Regions from separate parts of the Zea mays genome. Here region 1 is linked to region 2. A link is a contact called in public Hi-C data. All regions are on one chromosome and are shown on one strand. The core of a region is the stretch at or near the end of the contact, and the rest is flanking DNA. Distances in the headings are between cores, read along the strand shown. Region 1 has its middle 40 kb from the start of LOC103647611. Region 2 holds the start of LOC100193329.

What was found. A called contact is a pair of places that touch in the nucleus more often than the background predicts.
Region 1: a contact with region 2 is called in a Hi-C map of leaf, with 2.3 times the contacts expected there. The contact joins the enhancer-like site here to the promoter of LOC100193329 in region 2. A contact is called at or near these places in 5 of 25 Hi-C or Micro-C datasets (bundle sheath, endosperm and leaf).

The regions. Positions count from the first base shown.
Region 1 is chr2:201,642,504-201,647,209 of Zm-B73-REFERENCE-NAM-5.0, reverse strand. No RefSeq gene overlaps it. Among protein-coding and RNA genes, the nearest start is that of LOC103647611, 40 kb to the left of the region's middle. Within about 2 kb of position 3,054, at least 15 of the 20 cell types and tissues checked have an H3K27ac peak or open chromatin away from gene starts, as enhancers often do. A contact at or near this core is called in bundle sheath, endosperm and leaf, where this site is marked.
Region 2 is chr2:201,569,626-201,573,858 of Zm-B73-REFERENCE-NAM-5.0, reverse strand. It overlaps LOC100193329, which reads right to left and starts at 1,833. Exons shown (of 5, transcript NM_001358710.1): 1 at 1,528-1,833. The coding sequence starts at 1,620.

The DNA of each region.
Region 1 (4,706 bases), core at 1,805-4,304, 72 kb before region 2:
CAAGACTAATTTATAGTTTTTCTGTCTTTGTAATTTGTTAAATTGCTCAAATAATTTATTTTGAGCAATTCTCTCACTAGCATTGTAGAGCTTCTTTAACATTCTTTTATATGTACATGGAGACTCGTTGCTACTTGTTGCTGGGTCTTTTTCCTTCGGTTAAACTCTTGCCCTATCGCGACTATGAGTGTGTGATCTGTACATACTTTTCTTTAACATAGAGCTATGATCGTTGTCCAAGGTTTAGACATAAACTTTTCCTCTCGTCACTCGAGTCATCGCTAGAATGATTTACACATCACTTTGGCTAATGGCGAAAGAGGTTTTAATAGAAGAGAATTTTTTGAAGCATTTTTACTGTAGGGGTTGCTCCTACAGTATTTTATTGATCATGAACTATATATATTACATCAAAGATAGGGGAGGGGGTATAGTTCTTTATCACTTTAAAGCAAGCGCAACCAAATTTGGACCCGTTCATCATTCTCGGGTTTCATCCTATAGCATATGAGTGCCATCTCCCTTTGAAACATTTGCACGCCCGCATCTACTGTTGGCGGGATATTTTCGAAGATCTAATTATTTCTGCATTTCCATATGCACCAACTCATCACCTCCATCTTCCAGGGCTTTGTCAATTGCAGTCTCATTTGGGTTAACGCTGCAAGTTGTTCCGATGTGTGTGTGTGGTGATCCCAATTGCTTGCCAGCATCTCTTTGCGAAACTACACTTCAAGAACAAATGTGTGACCGTTTCTTCCATTTGTTTGATGCAGTTTTCACATGTGATTGAGTCGAGATTCATGTCTCTCCTCTTGAGCAAGATTTGGTATTCAATATATCTTTCAGTGAAACCAAAAGAAGACTTTTTGCTTTGGTTGACACTTCGATTCTCATAGCCACACATACACTGGGTGGACTAGGGTTACCTCTATTATGTTCTTATATACCTTTTGCTATGAGAAGGTCAGAATGCCCTAGATATACCCTCACTTATCGGCTCTGGCAGTGAAGGTGTGTCTTTGTAAGGACTAAGGAATACATGAGTAATTGATACTTTTGAAAAGCCTCGGAGGACATAGGTGTGTGGAACATTTGTTGTGGATTCTCAATGTTTTTTGTCCTGTAATAGAGTTATTTCCTTGCTAACAGCATAGGACAAAAGTTATGGGTACGCTTCTGCATGTATTTTGTCATCCCACTTATCAAACCAGAGCTGAACAGATCTGTCGTCTGCCACCCTAGATAATCTCTTGTAAGTGTTTAGTGATCTCAAAATGTCCCTCCACCAAAAGGATCCTATTTTTTTCTCGGATGACACTGTTTCTCCTGTATAATGATTCTCCCATACTATTTTAATCCAAGGAATATCTAGTCTGTTGAGCATTTTATGCAGATTCTACATGAACAGAGCTTTGTTTTGTGTAGTGACATTTATAATCCCTAAGCCGCCCTGTGCTTTCGGTTTGCAAGTTGTCCCTCACGCTGCTTGAGGAGGCTTCTTTGCGTTGATATCTGATCCCCGCCATAAGCAATGTCTTCGGTATCTGTCTATTTGTTTGACTATTGTTTTTGGTAATCTAAGAGTACACATGATGTATGTTCGAAGTGACGAGAAAAATGAGTTAACCATTTGCAACCGACCAGCTTGCGACAGAAACTGAGATGTTGATGACATCCTCCTCTCAATTTTTTGTATCATTGGGAGTAAAGCATCTATTTTTGGTTTTGTTAGCCCCATAGGTAGACCCAGATAAGTAAAAGGCAGTGTTCCAATCTGACATTGAAAGGTTTTTGCAAGGAGCTCCATTTTCGCAGCATGCACGCTAATGGGGTATATGTTAGATTTCTGAGAGTAGGCTCTCAAGCCTATGGAGTCTACAACGGGATTCAATATTTCTTTCAAGAAAAAAAGTTGTCTAGGACAGGCTTCTAGAACCATTATAGTGTCGTCTGCATATTGGATAATTAGGAAATCCTGTCCACATCTTTGCTGGAGAGGGAGGTGAAGGAGGCCCAAGTCCTTTGCTTTATTAACTATGGATTAAAGCAGGTCTGTTGCCAGGACAAATAGGAGAGGCGACAACGGGTCACCTTGCCTAACCCCTCGCTTGCATTGAAATTGCTTGCGAGGAACTCCATTGAGAAGAACAACCGATGTTCATGAATCCATGATCATCTTGACCCAATTTCTCTATTTGGTACCGAAGCCTTTGTGAAGATGCACTTGAGAGATAGCCTCATGTTCTATTGTGTCAAAAGCCTTTTCGGAGTCTAGCTTCAGGATCACCATTTCTTTTTTTTTTGTGTGTGTGCTTGCACAGTATTCAAATGACCATACCAAGCGGTCCTGAATTGTCCTTTCCTTGATGAAGCCATATTGGTTTTTGTGAATGACACGGGTGATAACTTTTTGTAGTCTGTTGGCCAGTAGCTTGGTTAGTACTTTGAAGCTAGAGTTCAGCAGAGATATTGGCATGTAATCATTTACAGTCAAAGGTGTATCTTTTTGGGGATCAGTGTTATGAAGGATCCATTTATGCTCTAAGTACAGATGACTTCTTCATGAAAGCTCTTACAAAGATCGAAGAAATCTGGAGCTATTACTTGCCAATATTTGTTAATAAAATCCGTGCTGGATCCATCCGGACCCCGGTGATTTGTTAAGGGGGAGGTCTTTAATGATGACTGTGGTTTCCTCTTCTAAAAAGGGTTCCTCCAGAGACACTAGTCCCTCATGGGACTGCAGAAGCGTGTGTAGATCAAAGGCCGTCCAGGTGCGCATAGTGGACCCTAACCTTTCTTTGTCGGCTTCAAATAACACCAAGGTTGTTTCCTCATGACCATTACTTATTCAACAAAGCCAGAGTGAAAAAGTCCCATCGATATCTCTTTCTGGCATCTGTAGTTGATTCAGGCTCTCGGTCTTATCTGCTTGTCCATCTCATATATTTTTGTCTCCACTCAGCGTGGGGCAACGATGTGGGGCTTGGTCGGTTGGTCCGGTGGTGCGCTCGTCAGTGGTCACGGTGCGGCAAGGAGCGGAGCAGTGTTCGTCGGCGTGCAATGGAGATAGAGGCTTCCTCACTCGATCCGATAGGGATCGGCGAGAAGCCACGGTTCATACAAGGGCCGAGGGCCCGAGGCGAGGCGACGAAGACGTCTTCACAAAAAATATAAAATAATCTACGTGGCAGTATATGGACGTTGTGCTAAAGTCAAAGTGACGAAATGTCATCCAGGCCTGGTTGGGGGTTGCGAAACAACCAAAGCAAGCTGTTTGTCGATTGCTATCGGTGGCTACTTCATCCATTGGAAATTCGACCGATCAGAGATGTCGTTTAGTGGGGGCGGCATATGCAGATTTTTTTTACGTGCACGACTGTTCTGCGCTATGGTCTGATGTCTCCGGTTGTTAACATGATTAGGGGGTGATTTTACGCTATAAGGGCCAGTTTGGGAACCATATTTTTCCAAGGGATTTCCATTTTCCTAACGGGGCGTTTGGATCGCTTTATTTTAGAGGAATTAGAATTCACTCAATAAAATAACTTATTTAGTTTGAAATTTGACATTCCACCATTTTTCAAAGTTCAGATATTAGTCTATCTCAAATTAATGGGGTGGGGGATGGGAAATGATTTTATACAGTAGTAGAATTTGTTTCTACTCTGTAACTTATGTGACATTCTTCGTTTCACTCCTCTATACTAAAAATATAGCACATAAATATCTCCAACATCTTTCTAATAATAATATACAAATATATTTTATATAAAACTGAATTAGCTTAAATGATATATGCCTAAATTATTATTATTAGAATGGAATTCAATTCCAATGATCCAAACGGGGCGTAAGAGAAATTAGTTCATTTTCCCATGAAAAATAGAAATCCAATGGGAAAATATAGTTTCCAAACTAGGGAACTATATTTTCCCAAGGTATTCCTATTTTCTCAAAGAAAAATGAACTAATTTCCCTTGGGAAAATGAAAATCTCGTGGGAAAACGGAGTTCCCAAACTAGCCCTAAAATTTCAATATCGAATTAGATTAAGATCGGACTTTATTTCTATTCATTTTTAACTAGGCCCTAACTTATTGTAAAGAAATATTAGATCATGGTCTATTACTACCCCTAACCGTGATGTTGATGTTGTGGCAACGATTGCGACTGCTTCTTGTTTTTTCTTTCAGATCCAAGCATCGCGTAGCAGCCGATGATCTTCTTCTTCGAGGCTCTGAAATCGTCAGCACTCTGCAACTGTCCCTAGCAATTTCAGAGAACTTTGATAGCCAAAATATGAGTACATTAAGTTAGGAACGTTCTGCCGCTAACCCACAAGCAATTACAACATTTAGCCAACAAATTTCCGTAGATACCACCATCAGGGCGAGTTTGGTGGCAAGGGAATTGAGGGGGATTAGAGGGACCAAAATAGCCCTAAGGGAACACCGAGGAGAGAGCAAGAACTTCGACAGACAATAGTTGTCAGGTAAACACTGAGCAAGAACTTCAAGAGACAATAGTTGTCAGGTAAACATTGAGGAAGTAAGACTGAATAAAGTTGGAAACTAGAAACTGGAGCGAAGAAGGAACAACATTCAGACTTAACAATCGATGATAAAGGTTATATGAACAACTATACGAGGGGGTGGATTGTACAGTTTAGGGCTACAAGTTCGTCGAGCCGTCACGTGCATA
Region 2 (4,233 bases), core at 584-3,083:
CGCAGGCCTAGAAGTGGCTAGGCTAGACCAACATAGGAAGTCGAGATCTCAGGGAGAGTCAGTTATGTGTTTCCTTAAGTGTAGGGGTGGTTTCCTAAATTAGTGGATCTATTTTCTTTGTCCCAGCCGCCTAACCTTAAAGGCTAGCTGGTAGTTTGTATTAGGGTTCATTGAGGAATAATCATCTCCCTGAGTTGGGCGAGACTTCCTCGGACCTCGGTCATCGTGGCTGCAGGATCTGCCAGCCGTTGTGATGACAGAGGTTCATCTGCCCCTTCCAGTGCTTATCCCCTACGTTCTAATCCCCATTCCCATCTGCTACTTCATTTCCCTTTACACACACCAAAGTGAAGACCACGTATCAACAGCATAACATGATGATAACTTTAGTAGTATCCAGAATTGGCAATATACAAGTACATTACATTCTATGTTCATATTCCTTTCAGCAACTGCACTAAACAGAGCTTAAAAGTGTGATATTCCAAACCCACCCACCCAAAAAAATTGCTATAAAATCTTTTCTTTTGGGGAGGGTCAGTTCAGCAAAAGTTTGAAAGAAACATGAACACCTTGACTACCGCGACAAGCAGTGGTGAGGGGTTGTAGCCCACGGCATAACATTAGATGAGACATAGTCAAAAGAAACTTGTAGCCTAAATTTTTTGCAGACAAACTCCCTCACAGAGGAACTCTAATTCAACTAAGTATTACGCAGAGAATGCTTTGGCTCAAATAAAAAACACAAAAACATGATTTGTGTACCTAACAAGAAGATAACACTTGATTATAAGAGCATTTACACTTGTGCCTTAAATCAGTGTTCTATCTTGAAATATAGGAAACTCGTAAAAAAAACAACTCCAATAGTGCCATATTCACATTCTTATCAAAAAATATAGGGCGTGATTCAAATATACTACACCCCGGTTTAGTGCTCTATCCTTATTTTCTACACCATCCTCAACTTTTTCTTTTATAATAATATAGTTTATTTTCTAAAATACATGATTTAGGACTTAAATGTTAGGGTTTAATTTATTTTTAGTGCCATAAACACTTTAAATGGCGTGGTGTTTTATTTTTTTGGCATTATCTTGAGACACCTTGTTGGAGAAGCTATAAGAGGGCAATTGGGGCAACCCAACGGGATCACCCCGAGCCCCTATTACAGCTATAGGCTCTTCTGAATTCCTCATAACCCACCCAAACAACTTCGACAATTTTGTCACTGTCAAATGCTATAATATTCCGGGTTCCATTTTTATTCGTTGAAAACTTATCGATTTGAAGTAGCAAGATTACGAATTCCATGCTACCAAAATGGATCGGGACAGATGCAGGATCGTCGAAATGGAGAAAGTGGGACAAAATTGGGTAACCTAAGCTGGACACAACAAGAGACCAACAGCGCGAACTCGAAGGTAAACCGTGCGCCCGCCATGCTAACTGAAATAGCACTACCGGCCGATCTGCGAGAGGGACGACGACCTCCGCGGGTAGGAGGGAGCAGGGAGCAGAATTAACCTTCTCGTCGCAAGGCCGGCAAAGCGCAGCCTCGTCGGCCGCACAGAAGAGCACCGCCGGTGCGCTCTCGCACACATCGCAGATCGTCCGCATCCCAACGCCGCGCCGCACCCGCCGCCAGTGTCATCGCTCCGCCGCCATCCGGGCGACAAAACCGCGGGTCCCCCGCCTCGCTCCGCTCCCCCGTGATCCTTCCCAGCGCTGCGGTATCGGTGGACGGCGGGGCGGCGGCGTAGAGAGATGTGGACCAGAGGCGGCAGCAGAACAGAGGTCACAGAAGCTTGGAGTCTTTGGACGAGGAGAGAAGATGTGGCAGCGACTAGCGAAGGACAGCGACGCGGCGGAGAGCATTTTTGATTGGGGCAATTGTGTTCCTGTCCCTGGATGAAAGTGCAACTGTGATTTTGCCCCTCAAAATTCGACTTTGTGATTTCGGGCCTCTTTTTTGAAAACGAAATACAAGTCTGCCCATGTTTCTGTTAGATGCAGTAACGGTGTGAATTAGGACATCAAAAGACAAATTTACCCTTCAGTCATAATTGTGATTTTGTCCCTCCTTTTGAATTGGACTGTTCTGTAATTGTGATTTTACCCCTGATTTTCACACAACAGCTTAGCAGTATTTCAAGAGCTTTTTGACAATATTTTGACTGTATTGCAACAGAATTTCGATAGTATTTTCAACAACAAAGATAGATATAGAATAACACAATGTCACATAACAAATCCAACAAAGTAGTACATATGGAGTTCAACAAAAGTCTCACAAAAGCATGACAAAGTACCATGAACCCATTACATTGTCATACAAAAGCAACATCTCATACAAAAGAAACAGCACCTCATGATGCTATCTTGATCATTAAATTCCAAACCATTGTGCAAGCCTCCCCCCTCTTCCTCTTCTTCCTACACTTCCCCTTCCACTTTCACTTGCACTTGCAGCACTTGTGCTTGGAGCACTTGTGCTTGGAGCACTTGTGCTTCCACTTCCAGGAGCGCATGCAAGAGCACTTTCAGAAGCACTTCATATAGGAGAATAAAAATTAGTTAACTGATATTTGTATGGTAATCATCTCTAAAATTAGTATAGCATAGCAGAAATGACTTACTTAGATGTTTGAGCCACATTTGGATCATTACTACCCACTGCTGATGCATTTACTGAAGATGAGAGTGTCGCCCTTCTCTCTTTTGCTGTAGGACCTCCTTGACATGTCTTTGCTAAATGACCTAGTTCATTACATTCAGTGCATCTCCTCCTCTTCTTTGTGCCAATCTCATCAGATGCTTTGATTCTACTCTTTCTTGGCCTCCCTGGTTTCCTCCTTAGTTTAGGCTTGCAGATTTTATAGCCTAAATCAACACGAGCCCACTGATGCTTGGATGTAATTGCAAGGAAGACACCCGCATATGTCTTTCTCAACCGATCAACAAAGAAGTATTCATGAACAAATTCTTCCATCTGAACATCTCTACTAAGCTTCGCAATAACACTCAAAGCATGGTTACACGGCTTCCCAGTTACTTGCCAAACCCTACAACTGCAAGTCTTTTGATCCATGTTGACTGAATGCCTTATTGTGGACACAGTAACTTCAGCAGTAAAACCTCCACATATTAAGACTTCATGATCCTTTATAGCCTTGCTTTTAGCATTTAAATCCTGAATGATAGATGGGATTATTGTGCCCTGCATGTTTCTAGCTATCTTTTCTCTTTCAACAAACTTATTGATGATCATCTGCCTTATCTGATCAAGCATGTCCACAATATGTTTGTCCTTGGTTTTTACCACCCAACTATTAAAACATTCAGAGAGGTTGTTATTGATGTAATCTACCTTAGATAGTTCACTGAACTTACTTCTTGTCCACACAAATGGATGATTATCATCCAACCATGCAATGGCATCTGGAGCCTTCTCTTCTATCTTCCTCATATGGTAATTGTACTTCTCAACGGTCCAACTTTTTGCAGCTGCCCACATATTTTGAGAGAAAAGTGCCCCTTTGTACTGCTTCTTCTTCATATTCTTCCATAAATGCCTCATACACTCTCTATGCTCCACACCAGAATACACAATATGGACAGCCTCCTCAAGTCCTTTGCATGCATCCGTACTGATAACCAGACCTATATCTCACAATAGTACTATGTTAGCATTTGAATTTCAGAAAGCAAGTTAAAATAGAAGTATTGTTGGATGCCATACCTGTCGGATAACCAATAGCTTTCTTCAAGTTCTGAATGAACCAAATCCAACTTTCCTTAGACTCTGTCTCTATTACTCCATAAGCCACTGGAAACAGTCGGTTATTTCCATCAACTGCAACAGCTGACGCCAATTGACCTCTTGACCTTCCTGTTAAGTGAGTACTATCCATGGCAATATAGGGTCTACAACCTTCAACAAAACCATCAATGCATGGCTTAAGAGCTATAAAGAACCTCCTGAAACAGACATCACCTTGACATGTTTCAGTGTCTAGCTCAACAACACTATTAGGGATAGATCTCAATAGCTCAGCTTGATAGGTAGGCAGCAAATCATAGCTATCATCCCACTTTCCGTTTATCATGTCAAGCGCCCTCTCCCTGCCTCTAAAGACTCTATCGTATGGAACTACTATCTTGTACTTCTTCTTCAATTCGTCCTGCAGGAACTTTGGTCCAGTTGTTGGATCATCCCTCAACAAATTGACC